2 separate regions of the Zea mays genome follow, and region 2 is linked to region 1. A link is a contact called in public Hi-C data. All regions are on one chromosome and are shown on one strand. Each heading gives the region's core, a stretch centred on a gene start, on an enhancer-like site or on the middle of the called end of the contact. The rest is flanking DNA. Distances are from core to core; before and after follow the strand shown. Region 1 holds the start of LOC100384121. Region 2 holds the start of LOC103628977 (kinesin-like protein KIN-1).

Region 1 (7,267 bases), core at 4,371-6,870:
ATATCGTCTTCGTGACCGTGGTACCATTGAACCTCCAGATCGCTATGGTTTTCCACGAGCTGGTGTGGCAATTGTTGAACCAACTACTTATCAGGAGGCTTCTGGGATTCTTGAGTGGCAGCTTGCTATGATTGATGAATTGGCTGCTCTTGAACGCACTGGCACATGGGATATAGTTTCTTTACCCTCGCATGTTGTTCCTATCACTTGTAAATGGGTCTTCAAAGTTAAGACAAAATCAGATGGTTATATTGAGAGGTATAAAGCTCGTCTTGTGGCTCGTGGTTTCCAACAGACTCAAGGACTTGACTATGATGAGACTTTTGCACCAGTTGCCCATATGACCACTGTACGAACCTTGATTGCAGTTGCAACCTCATCTTCTTGGACTATCTCCCAGATGGATGTCAAGAATGCTTTTCTCAATGGTGATCTACATGAAGAAGTTTATATGCATCCTCCTCCAAGGGTTAATACCCCCTCAGCGCATGTTTGTCGTCTTCGTCGCGCATTGTATGGTCTGAAACAAGCTCCTCGTGCTTGGTTTCATAGATTCATCTCTGTCATCACAACTGCTGGTTTTTCTTCGAGTGAACATGATCCTGCATTGTTTGTTCATGTCTCTCCAAAAGGCCGCACTTTACTTCTATTATATGTGGATGATATGTTGATTACAGGTGACAACTCAGACCATATTTCTCATGTCAAGAAGCATCTTAGTAAGGAATTTCAGATGTCTGATTTGGGTCCTCTTAGCTATTTCTTGGGCATTGAAGTTCATCAGACTCCAAAAGGATTTTATCTATCTCAGTCCAAATATATACAAGATCTTCTTGATCGCTCTGGGCTTACTGATACACGCACAGTTGCGACACCAATGGATATTCATTTACAACTTCGTCCGAAGGATGGTACCACCACTAGCAGACCCAACTCAATATCGCCATATTGTGGGTAGCCTTGTTTATCTTACCATCACCAGACCTGATATTGCCCATACTGTTCATATTTTGAACCAATTTGTATCCACACCGACCTCAGTTCATTATGGTCATTTGCTTCGTGTGCTTAGATACTTACGCAGGACAAGATCAAGATGTTTACTCTATGCCTCTGATAGCCCACTTCAGCTTCATGCATATTCCGATGCCACTTGGGCAATTGATCCTGTTGACCGTTCTTCTACTACAGGTTACTGTATTCTTCTTGGATCCTCAACCATTGCCTGGAAATCCAAGAAGCAAGCGGCCATATCTCGTTCTAGTGCTGAAGCCGAGCTCCGGGCTCTTGCTACTACCACTGCTGAAATTATTTGGTTGCGCTAGCTCTTGAATGATCTTGGTGTCTCTTGTGACACTCCTACACCTTTGTTATGTGATAATATGAGTGCTATACAGATTTCTCATGATCCAGTGAAGCATGAACTTACTAAACATATTGGTGTCGATGCATCTTTTACTCGATCTCATTGTCAGCAGAAGACTATTGATCTTCAATATGTGCCCTCAGAATCTCAGTTGGCAGATTTCTTCACCAAAGCACAAACAAGAGCACAACATCAGTTTCACTTGATCAAACTCAAAGCTTCAGATCCTCCATTTCCACCTTGAGTTTGAGGAGGGGTGTTAAGGCCCATTAGGCCCAGGCCCACTGCCTATATATATATATATATATATATATATATATATATATATATATATATATATATATATATATATATATATATATATATATATATATAATAGTCCTTAGGGACTGGGTAATGTGACGTCAATTCTAGGGTTAGTAACAACCTGGTAGTCATACTCTATGGTGTCAGGGCTCACTCGCCACTCCCCTAGCAACCCTTCCTCAAATAGCTTTGGTACCCTGATGTCTTTACTACGACACTATCCTATATTTAATCAGAGTTAGTTAAGGTCTTCCTCTATTATAGAACAACCATGTGGACCCCTAATCTGATGTGGCTATGGCTGATATACAAGCACATTCTATTCTAACAACAACAACCATTAACATGTAGTGACCATGGAACATCTCAGGCTCCATGCATGAGTGCCACATATGTTATTACTTGTTGATTGATGTGATTTGGATCTCAAGTGATACACTTAACAGGTTTATGGGCCAATATGTGTATTTTAAGAGCACATAGGACAACGCTAAACAAGTGTAAGGACCACGGGTGCACTTTTCTATTCCAAATTTTTTCTAAGTAAAACATGTCCTTCAAATCCTAATCTTTAGTGACAAATGATGACAAATAAGTTGTATACAAAGAAGAATGGCTTTTTATCTAGAACAGTATAAGTCTTTATTATCAATATATTGCTTCACTAAAGCTTCTAGAACAAAAGAAATGGAATGATTGGATGAACTCACATTGTAAAACTTTGCTTCTGGGTATCTGTTTGTATTGAGAGACTTGTGAATTCCAAACCAAATACAAAGTTCCCCTATTGACATTTCACCAAGAATAGGCATAAGTAAGACTAGTCGGCGGAATAAAAATACAAAAAAAGGATAACACTCAAGGTCAGAATGTTAGACGTAGAAAATAGATGTGAAGTGTACTAAATTAGGTTACCGAAGATGTTTGTGGTGTTTGTGTTTGTCCTGTGTGTGTGTATCTCGTTTCCTTGTATGTTTTGGGCCCTAAGCCTTTTCCTCTCCTTTTAATACAATGATACACAGCTCTCCAGCATATTAGAGAGAGAAAAGATGTTTGTTTGTATTTTTTTATTTCAAGCAACCTATAATTTCAGAGATATACAGATTTGGATGTACTAGATCTACAATGACGTGAGAGGGGTGCATGAAAAAGAAAATCAACAGAACCTCTAATAGGCTAAGGTAATACAAATTAAATTCCAGTCATTGTGACATCAATGAAAAATGAGCTTGAAAAACTTTTGACCACCTTCATGGTAACCTTTTTAGAGAAAAGGTTGAGATATCAAGGAAATAATAAAACCAAACTTGGACGACAACTGAAATAAAACCATGCACAGAACTGAATAACAGAAAGAAATTACACAGACAATAAATAGCAGAAATTGGAAAATAAAAAAGAGATATACTTGACCGTTGTGGGTATCCATGTATACAATATGAACATTTCGCATAGAAACTTGGATACTATCCAGTATCTGCCATCATAAATCAAACAAAGCGATAAAACATGTTTCATCACAACGCACAATCTTCAAAAATACTGATGTTTAAACTAAATAATGCAAGTTTGTTACCTTTGCTGATATGTAGGACAAAAATGATTGTCCCGTTTGATTATCTAGAAGTCAAAAGAATAGGGAAGGCCATGAATAGTGTATACTGCATAGCTCTTCTGAACACACATGTGATGAGACTTGGCAATTACGTTACATTATAATAAATTCAGGTACAAAAAATATTAAGTTGCATGTACTAACCAGTTCAACCAAAAAGCTTAAACTGATGAGAAGAGGTGTACAATTCACTTGTACTGTAACACTCCCCCTCACGTTGAGGCTCTCTCAGGCCTCAGACGTGGAATAGGAGAGAGCAACACTTATTTTATTTAGTTGTGCTAACCAGGATTCGAAAACTTGAGACCTCTAACTTTGATAGCATATTAAGTTGCATGCGCCAATCAATTCAACTCAAAAGCTTAAGCTAATGGAGAGAGAGGTGAGCAATTCACTTATATTCTAACACTCCTCACGTCGAGGCTCTCTCATGCCTTAAACGTGGAATAGGATCAAGCAACAATTATTTTATTTAATTGCGCCAATCAAGATTCAAACTCGAGAACTCTGGCTTTGATATCATATTAAGTTGCATGCACCAACTAGTTCAACCCAAAAGCTTAAGCTAATGGAAATAGATGGGGCAATTCACTTATACTCTAACAGAAACATGTTAGCATGTGATCCGCATGGAGTTTATCATGGGAAATTTGCAAATCTTCTTTTATATAAACACATCTTACACATATACTTAGTATATATTACGTGAAAACTTGTGAGGCTTTATCTAAGCTACCAGTTCAGTGACGCTTTGTATTCATTAGAATAGAAAAGGCACGTGGTAAAACAAAATAAATAAAAGAAATGGTGACAACACGAAACCTGAAGTCACCACTAGAAGACACAAGTTATTGAGCTAACAGTGAAGCAAAATTATAAAGAAAAAGTGAGCAACAAAAGGGTACTTAGATTGAGGCTAGAGGGATGGCTCAAGAGTTAAGATACAAAGGAAAGGTTAATCCTAACCCTCCATGTTTATTCAGTTGCCGGTTAGAACTACCCCACTGACATTTCCCAGTCCTAACCCCCCTATCACTATTCAATAAATTCAAAAGTCTGTAAGGAACATGTGGGTGCAGTCTCACCTGTAACTCTTCTAGAAAATTTAGCAAGCTCAATGGCATTAAGTTTAGCCAACTTTCCAGCTAGTTCCCTCTTGTCCAGAGAATCTGAGCTCCACTGATAAAGAACCAAAGAATGTATTTGGTCATAAGGGTGGAAACATATATATACTTGTTTTGACAAAGTGAACTGAGCACTGTACTATGACCAAATTCGGTGACATGCCTCAGAGTCCTCCCTTGGGCATGCGCAAACATAGACATCTTCTATGACAATAATGATAGGGTCCCATCCTAGCTTTTTCCAAGGAATCCGGATGCTTAGCTTCCCAATTCGTCCTGTAAAGCAGTGGAACAGAAGTAAAAGTTTACAACCATGCAATGGTTAACAGAGATATAAATCAGTGCAGTTGGATTAAAAAATCCATACCATTTTTCAGCGCGAATGGCAGCTGCAGGTAGTCAAAGGCTTCCAGAATCAGCTCTACATTTTCAAGCAGTATTTCTTCTGCAGACAAGGGGGCACCAGAAACATAGTCACAATCAGATACACTGCAGGGTACACACCACATGAGTACTAATGCTACGAAAAATTACTTAGCAACTCAAAGCATAACATCCAGTAGTAACGGGGAGCCAATATAACTGTGACACTTAACAATGCGCAAACTGACACATAAAACCAAGAAGCTACAGTTATCAGGCAGGAGTGCTACACTGATGAAAAAGCCCAAAAGAGCGCATCAACGCACGCAGCCACAGAATTCGAAAACTAATGCTGCGGTAACAGGTGGACAAGCACGAATTACAGCGCGGCAGAGTTGAGACCGCCGCCAGTTCGCGCGCGATTGGGCAAAAGCGGCGCTAGAGAGGAGGGGGGAGGGAATCGAAGACTGACCCTTCCAGATGCCGATCTTAAGCTGCTCCTTCTGGATGCCCTTGACGTAGCGGCGGAGGAGGCCATAGAGCACCTGGCTTACCACCCCCTCGAACATGGCGGCGGCGGTGGTCGAGGCACCCTAGGGAGCCCGCGCTCCCATGTAGCGGGAGGACACGTGGGGAGGCGGGGAGGATGGAGCCGAGCGTAGGGTGACGAGTAGACGAGAGGAGGGGCAAGGGGAGGCGAGCGGTGGATGGAGAGTCGGGTGCCGCCGCCGGGGCGGGACCTTTTCTTTTCAGTTCCGTTTGCTTGGAGAAGGAGGCGGACGGCGGAGGCAACGGCGATTCGTGTGCCTCTGCTGCTCGGCCTCCGTGGACGAGTCCTTGCTGCCACGTGTGTGAGTACAAGAACATAACCGTATATGTAGTTCTAGTCAACTAAAACATTTTTATATAGGCTAGATTATTTATAGAGTATAGTTTAAATATAGATAAAGATAGCTTAAGTGTAACACCCTAAATCTCATTTTTATAATATAGTAAAAAATTTCAAAGATATTGTTAGAATATTTTTTTTCTTTCTTTTCCCATAACATTTGAAGTCACATCTCCTTAAATAAAAGTTTAATAACAAAAATTCAATAAAAAGCTTCTTATATAAATTAGTCTTTATTGAAGTTTATAAGTATTAATGTGAGAACATTTATTTCTAATAAGAGATCATACAATATAAACTATTTTTCTTAAAATAATTACATGTGGGCTACATATTCCAAAAGCAATTACTTATGTGGAATAATAAATGAATGAATAAAAATATATATATATATATACAAATATAATGGCATCTCATACTGGTTCTTATGATTGTGCATTTAATTGAATTTGAGATCCAAAACCAAATTTAAAAGTGGATTTAAAAATTAAAAAATGAGAAAGAGAAATGAACAAAAGAAAAAGAAAACAATTTTTTTCTCCTGCTGGGCCGGCTACATCACTTTTGGCCCGGTCCCCTGCAACCGGTCCACTGCTTCTCCCCCACTCCTCCATTTTCACCCGCCGCGCTCCAGGCCCAAAACCCCTACCAACTCCCTGGCCCACTTGGCATTCACTCACCAGTCGCCTTGTGCCACTGCGGGTGGGGCCGTCCCATGGGGACGCTCTCCTCCGCAGCTTGCGCGTGCATAAACGGGCGCGCTTCCGCTGCCGCGTGGGTCCCACGGGTCAGGTCAGTCGTCCTCTCAGCTTGTTGTACCGAGTCCGCTTCTTCCGCTGTGGCTCACTCACCGGTCGCGTGCATGGCTAGCGAAGCCGCCGTGGAACTCGTCGTTCGTGCGGACTCCGCTCGGGAGGACCCTGTGATATCCTGGCCCTTGGGATGGGATGTCCTGGCCCAAGGCTTAATAGAATTAATAGTGTAATCATACCAATAAGGTGCATCTTCTTTTTCGGAAGCCTATCTCGAAAGAACCTCCAAGTTAAGCGTGCTTGGCTTGGAGCAATTTGGGATGGGTGACCGACCGGGAAGTTTTCTCGGGTGCGCATGAGTGAGGACAAAGTGCGCACAAAAGACTCGTGTTGGTCTGTGGGGACAATATATGATCCTAGAGAGCTGCCAGGAGTAAGTACCGTCGGTCCAGGGATTGGACAGGGTGTTACAGACCCTCATCCCTACGCATATATGCCTGCCCATGCGTTCCCTCCCCTAACTGCCTAGCTCGCGCCCACCAGGGAGCTCGTCGACCAAAGAAACAAAACTGAGAGAGAGAAACCGGTCGTTGTCGCCTAAAAGGGAAATAGTCTCAACATTTCATATAATCGATTTTGGTGTTTGACGACCATCACAAACCTTGTGGACTAACCAGTTTATCTAGTTGATCATTCCACAAGTGCATAAGTTCATCTATAACTATTCTAAATCGACTGTCCGGAATACCGTAAATTATTCCAGACAGGAAAAGCTTTTTAGAAAAACAGACTAAGCGTGGATCGTCCGGGCCCTTGCGGTGGATCGTCCGGGCCCTTGCGGCGGACCGTCCG
Region 2 (7,176 bases), core at 3,865-6,364, 150 kb after region 1:
GTGCTGGCGTCGTCCGTTTGCTCGGAATCGGCGTGTTGCGGGGAGACGACGCTCGTCTTCGTCTCAAACGCGAGGTCGATGCCCGACGCGCCCCCCGTTGGGGCGCTGGCGCCGTCGACTCGCTCGACAGCCGACGAGGCGCTGCCTCCTGCTTGGCCTTGGTTGCCCTGCCTCCTCCTCCGTCGGCGGGGGAGAGGACGGGGTGAGCTCGAATGTTGTTCTTCCACCACGCGGGGAAGACGTCGTCGATTCCGCCGCCGGCGGGCGGGCTGTCGGCCGCCATTGTAGCTGTCGCACGGCGGTGGAAGGAGTATCATATCGTAGCTGCCGTCGAGGGACATGAACTCAAGACTCCCGAAACGGAGCACCATCCCGGGCCAGAGAGGTTGCTGGAGACTGCCCATCTGGAGCTTGACGGGAAGCTGTTCGTCAACACGCAGCAGGCCCCTACCTGGCGTGCCAACTGTCGACGTTTCGAGACCGGGGGTCCCTGGGCCGACGAGTGAAATGTCGTCGCGTGCCCCAGCCCAGATGGGTCGGCGCGAGGTCGAGCGCGAAGGGGGGAAGTGAGGTCGCCGGAGGCGGGCGTGAGAGAGGTGGAAATCCCGCGGCCTTCGTGTTCGTCCCGCGCCCAGGTCGGGTGCACTTGCAGTAGGGGGTTACAAGCGTCCACGCGGGAGAGGGAGCGAGCGGCCTCACGCGAGCGCCTGTCCCGTCCTCGTCCCCGCGCGGCCAGCCCTCTGTAAGAGGGCCCTGGTCCTTCCTTTTATAGGCGTAAGGAGAGGATCCAGGTGTACAATGGGGGGTGTAGCAGAGTGCTACGTGTCTAGCGGAGGAGAGCTAGCGCCCTAAGTACATGCCGTCGTGGCAGCCGGAGAGGTTTTGGCACCCGGTTCGTGTGATGTCGTGGCCGTCGGAGGAGCACCGGAGCCTGGCGGAAGGACAGCTGTCGGGGCTGTCGAGTCCTTGCTGACGTCCTCTTGCTTCTGTAAGGGGGCGGAGAGCTGCCGTCGTCAGGGAGTATGCGGGGCGCCATCATTGCCTATCTGGCGGAGCGAGCCAGATGGGACGCCGGTCTTGTTCCCCGTAGCCTGAGTCAGCTTGGGGTAGGGTAATGATGGCGCCTCCTGTTGACGTGGTCGGCCCGCGCCCTAGGTTGGGCGATGTGGAGGCTCCTCCGAGGTCGAGGTCGAGTCTGTCTTCCGTGGCCGTGGTCGAGTCCGAGCCTCTGGGTCGGGCGAGGCGGAGACCGTCGGCTGAGGCCAGGGCTGAGTCCGAGCCCTGGGGTCGGGCGAAGCGGAGTTCGTCGTCTTCTGGGGCTTAGCCCAAGTCCGAGCCCTGGGTCGGGCGGAGCGGAGTTCGTCGTCTTCTGGGACTGAGCCCAAGTCCGAGCCCTGGGTCGGGCGGAGCGGAGTTCGCCGTCTTCCGGGGCTTAGCCCAAGTCCGAGCCCTGGGTCGGGCGGAGCGGAGTTCGCCGTCTTCCGGGGCTTAGCCCGAGTCCGAGCCCTGGGTCGGGCGGAGCGGAGTTCGCCGTCTTCCGGGGCTTAGCCCGAGTTCGAGCCCTGGGTCGGGCGGAGCGGAGTTCGCCGTCTTCAGGGGCTGAGCCCGAGTCCGAGCCCTGGGTCGGGCGAAGCGGAGCTTCCTATGGTGCCTGCGGCCGGGCCTGACTGCCTGTCAGCCTCACTCTGTCAAGTGGCACTGCAGTCGGAGCGGCGCAGGCGGCGCTGTCTTTCTGTCAGGCCGGTTAGTGGAGCGGCGAAGTGACGGCGATCACTTCGGCTCTGTCGACTGAAGGGCGCGCGTCAGGATAAAGGTGTCAGGCCACCTTTGCATTAAATGCTCCTGCGATTTGGTCGGTCGGCGCGGCGATTTTGGTCAGGGTTGCTTCTTGGCGAAGACAGGGCCTTGGGCAAGCCGGAAGTATGTTCGTCGCTGGAGGGGGGCCTCGGGCGAGACGGAGATCCTCCGGGGTCGGCTGCCCTTGCCCGAGGCTAGGCTCGGGCGAGACGTGATCGAGTCCCTCGAATGGACCGATCCCTGACTTAATCGCACTCATCAGGCCTTTGCAGCTTTGTGCTGATGGGGGTTACCAGCTGAGAATTAGGAGCCTTGAGGGTACCCCTAATTATGGTCCCCGACACCATCGTACCGTTGTAAACTAATCAACATGCTAGACAGAAGGGGTTTCGTTAAAAACAAGTATACGGTACCATATATATGGTAGCATAAAGCGGCTAACACTCAAGTCTCCAACAAACTGAACTGCTTGGTCCGGTGCTCGTGTTAACCGTGTACGCATTCCCTCTCAAACAAATAAACAAATAGTGCTGTCCTCGTCACTTGCAATTGTTAGAGAATTTAGGCTTCACCCAAATAATAATTCTTATAAATTCTAAAGGCACACTCACACATATATAGTATGGTGGGAACTTTAGTGCTACTATGCTACTTCAACTGGAGTGAGGCTAACTTAAATAGTCGAGTTGTCTCCGCCGGGTTAAAGTCATTGAGGAGAGAGAAAAAAGAAAAAACCCACACTCGTGCGCTCACTCGTGGGGCAATGGGCTTGGGCGCGCGCCGGCATGCTCGTGGATGGTCCGACGATTTCTCGCTTCCGATCTTGTGGGTGCACGACATCCTTTTGCCACATGATATTTGTGCATGCATGGAGAAATTTGTGCCGCTTTTGTAAGCAATTATTGGTGTATTAATTCTGATTATTGCTGTGATTACGCAAATATTTACTTGTCTTAGCTACGTCTTGTGTATATAATAAGGTCGAGACGTCGTCCTTGATACAGATTCACTCGTCCTCACACCAGAATGATGCGCTGCCTTCGTCTTTCCTATATCACCATCAACGTGCCATCGGAGCTGGGAAAAGTATGATCTCTAAAGTCTATGTCCCCTTGTGTCTGTGCACAAGGTAGGGACCGTATTAGTTTTTTGGAAAACGTCGTCGTGACTGCTCATTGTTTGTTTGCTTCATCTACGTCGACACGACGTCCTCGCCGTTCTGTTATGTCTAATCTTGTACCATTGTAGAGCCGACAAACTCATTGTAAGAATATTTATGCGTATATTTATTTTGTCACTAGCATGAGTATATGAACTGCTAGTGATCTATATATACACACACACACACGAAATAAGAGGTTGTTTCTTATACTATTATTATTATTCGAATCAATTTACCCATCTCTAAATTGCTATTATTTCTAACAATTAAGTGACCTGTTTTGGGCGGGCAATTAATTAACTGAGTTGGCTAGCATTCTACATGTACCAAGGTCGTACGAGCAGACTAGCAGTTGTGCGACATTGTCCTCTCTCTGAAGGAAAAAAAGGGGGGAAAGACGATAAAGGGCACTCGCTTTTGTGTTCTATCCCACCGAAAGGGACCAGTAGCTCAGTACAATGATGATGAGTTGCCAGCACGATCATTTTTCAATGCTAGCCATTCGGTTGTCACCCTCCTTTTTGCGTGCGTTGCGCAAGCTACTGCATTGCATTGCATTGCATTTGCGCAAGGGCACATGGCCACGCCGAGCCAGGGCATGACATGATTGCTGATGATTGTTTTTTTTTCTTCTCCTATCTTCTCCCATGATCTTAGCAGTAGCAGTGGAGAGGAAAATGATGCACCTACCTCAAGCAGGTGACCATAAATCGAGGCATTTTTGGTTCATTTTAGCGTGAGCTGGTTTGTTGGGCAGAGAAATGAGGATGATCTATGGAGTAAGAATCCGGTTGCTATTTCTTGTCCATAGATTTACTTCTATTTTTTATGTCCACCAAACCAGCTCTAAACATCGTCTTTTGCCACCGAGGAGCTAAAAAGCGCAGATCACATAAATAATCTCCTAACGACCCTTCGTTGAAGAGTTTTGGAGCCATGCATGTGGGCGTGCCGGGACGTTTGATTATTGCCCTGTGATGTGAGAGTTGCCTTTGGGCCTCGCCTCTACTGTACGTCTGTACCACCCGAACAAATCACCGCAACCACGTTGACCATTTTCATTCTCCTCTACTACTGGGAACTTTGGAAACATCCCAACAATGTTGTCTTCCGAGAGCTCTATCCAAACATCCCACGGTACATATGCTGGCAGGTTGCCGGTGAAACATTGAGATTCGGAGTATTTGACGTTATTTGTTTAGAGTATCTCCAAGAGACTAGCTAAATAGTTTGTCAAGCTAAATTTTAGCTACTTAATAGTAAAATAGCTCTCCAACAGACTAGTTATTTAACTTGACAAGCTATCCGACTCTCTAAATTGACTCCCTCACTAGCCAAGCTAACTTGCATGTTGAAGAGTCTGTTGGAATGAGATGCTATATTTATAGTTTAATCTTTATAAAGTGACAAATAAAGAGTAAAAAATAAAGAGTGTTTTTGAGATGCTCTTAGGAGTAGTTTGGAAGTCACAATTTCGAATAAGAATAGAATTCTAACTCATTCAGCCTCTTTGGATTTTGTAGGTCCTAAACTAGCATAGAGTCTTCTGCTCTCTTCCCCAACAATTTTAACCAAAACTGAAAGCATCCTCTGTCGGGCTTCTTGCATTGGTCAGGCCGGCCCACAAAGGCCTTTTCTCCTCACAGTCTCACACTCGAGACTCGACCGACGCCCCCCCCCCCGCCGTGCGTTTTCACCCTTGCTTTTCTTCTCCCGCTCTCTCCTCGTGCGCGCGCGCGTCGTCTCTCCTCTCTCGTGCCGACACCTGCGCGACCGCTGCCCCGCCGCCGCTCTACGCTGGGTACCGAGGTCTCCGCAGGGCGCTTCGCGGCGACGAGCACCACCACCAGGCATGCTCCCATCGCTTCTCTTCCTTCCCGCCGCGCGAGACCGACCGGCCGCCCGAGCCCTAGACGTTCGGCCGTTTGAATTCGTATCTGAATGTGTGTATACACGAGTAGCATGCGTGCTACCAAGTACCCATGCCCATTAGTTATACACGAGTACCATGCGTGCTACCAAGTACCCATGCCCATTAGTTAGTTACCGAACGCCCGAATCCTTCGGCTTGTTCCAAGGATTTTCGTTTGGGATCGCGTGCTTTGTTTCAAGGAACAGAACTTGCATTGTTGCTAACAACAACTGCGTTCCACTGCCAGGATGTCCAACGTGACCGTGTGCGTGCGGTTCCGACCGCTGAGCCACAAGGAGAGGAAGGCCAACGGCGACAACGTCTGCTTCAAGAGGCTGGACTCGGAGTCTTTTGTTCTCAAGGTCTGGACCGTGGACTGGACCCTCTCCAGTCTACTGCTTCCTTTAGGCTTTGCTGTTCCTGTTCTTAGATAAATGCATACGGCGGATGTTCTGTTCACGCGCTGTTTCTGGCGGGATTCATTCTTCCGCAGCTGGTGGGATTCACTGCTCTGTTCCTGTATTATACACCGCAACTTTCTAGATCGATTATACTGAATTGGTTGACGGTTATACAGTTACCGCCGTTCTGAACATTAACCTGCTTAAGCATCGCCCTGCACAATCATGATGTAGGGAGTAGGGAATAGGGACTGTGAGCACGAGCGGAGTCAGGAACTAGTGAATGGAGGATCAAAAACACACGCTCTCTGTTTGTTCTGCGTTAGCTGCATTCATCATCCTTTTCCCTGTGGCCTTGTTGGTGTCCCATTTCAATTCTTCTGCTTCTAATGTGTTGTTAAACTCTTGGATTAGGATGAGAGGGAAGAGGATGTCGTATTCAGTTTCGACAAGGTGTTCTATGAAGATGCCCAACAGTCTGACGTCTACAACTTCCTTGCAGTCCCCATTGTTTCAGGTTACATTTTTCCCCCCTATTTCCTTCTAGATCTGTTCTTCGAGATAGTCAAAGCTGTTTCTTATCACTACACTCTTATCACGACTAAATTACCTAATAGCCGTTTTTCATATCATGGAAACAGATGCCATCAATGGAATAAATGGGACTATAATTACTTACGGTCAGGTATCTATTGCTTCATACACATACACTCTGGACCCTGATTGACCAGTTGAGACAGTTGTACACTTGTTTTACTGCACAGGATGTATATGTGTATACACTTTGTTTCTCTCTCTCAAAGCAATGGCCATCGCATTGCAAGTTTCCAGTTTACTGTAGACAGTCATAGTTTGCAGTGCAGCTATGATCAATGTCTTAGCGATCAACTTTTAACCATACTGATATTTATTTCGAATTTGCTTGTGTCTAGACCGGGGCAGGAAAGACGTACAGCATGGAGGTAAATTAAATATCCTCGAGCTTTAATTTATGGGATAATTATTGATGGTGTCTCTTCAGTCTCGACCTTACACATTTATGTATTTTTGAATGTAATATAGGGCCCAAGCATATTGCATTGCAATGAACAGAAAACTGGACTAGTACAGCGAGTTGTGGATGAGCTTTTTATATGTTTAGGATCATCAGCAAGCACGTGGACTGTGAAGTTGTCAATGGTAACATACCAGCCTCATGCTGATTCAGAATCCACATTGCTAGTTTCTCCCTCCTTAGTTGTTAGGGTTTGCTGAAGCTGAATAGTAAAATAAGTTATTTACCATGTCTCAGGTGGAGATATATTTGGAAAAGGTGAGGTTAGTATTTGATAGAGAATTTCTCATACTTCCTGTCTGATTTTTTTTAAAGTGCTTCTATGGAGAGGATCAACTTTTATCTGTTCATATCTCAGGGACCTTCTTGACTTGTCCAAAGACAACCTGCAGATCAAGGAAAGTAAAACCCAAGGAATTTACATTTCTGGAGCAACAGAGGTCAGAGTGAAGAACATGTCACCTTCCTTCCATTCTAATTTTCTGTGATATTCAGAAAGAAGTACTTGGCATCAGGACCTCCATGCTTTCACTTTGATATCTGGTATCTGTTCAATTACCCCTGCAGATATCTATCCTCAACAGTTCAGATGCCTTGGAGAACCTTTCTGTAAGTCTTCTTGAGCTTTACTTGGAGTGCCTTTCTATAAGCAGATACTAATTTAGTTTTGTTGTCTTGTTTAAATTACAGCAAGGAATTGCCAACAGAGCTGTTGGGGAAACACGTATCCTCTGTTTGTAAATCTGGAGTCCTGAATCAGTTATTCTAAATTTGATATGGTATGCCATCTTTAATGTAAACAGAAATGAACCTGGCTAGCAGTAGAAGTCACTGCTTATACATTTTCTCA

Evidence for each region. Hi-C and Micro-C count contacts between places; a contact is called where the count stands out from the background.
Region 2: a contact with region 1 is called in a Hi-C map of ear, with 2.5 times the contacts expected there. The contact joins the promoter of LOC103628977 here to the promoter of LOC100384121 in region 1. A contact is called at or near these places in 4 of 25 Hi-C or Micro-C datasets (ear, leaf and tassel).

What each region holds. Positions count from the first base shown.
Region 1 is chr6:9,974,173-9,981,439 of Zm-B73-REFERENCE-NAM-5.0, forward strand. It overlaps LOC100384121, which reads right to left and starts at 5,621. Exons shown (of 48, transcript XM_008649944.4): 1 at 5,247-5,621; 2 at 4,779-4,856; 3 at 4,575-4,687; 4 at 4,373-4,466; 5 at 3,249-3,292; 6 at 3,081-3,149; 7 at 2,383-2,456. The coding sequence starts at 5,343.
Region 2 is chr6:10,123,640-10,130,815 of Zm-B73-REFERENCE-NAM-5.0, forward strand. It overlaps LOC103628977 (kinesin-like protein KIN-1), which reads left to right and starts at 5,115. Exons shown (of 16, transcript XM_020539756.2): 1 at 5,115-5,233; 2 at 5,687-5,789; 3 at 5,914-5,957; 4 at 6,205-6,234; 5 at 6,335-6,451; 6 at 6,564-6,589; 7 at 6,685-6,766; 8 at 6,894-6,935; 9 at 7,017-7,050; 10 at 7,130-7,176. The coding sequence starts at 5,120.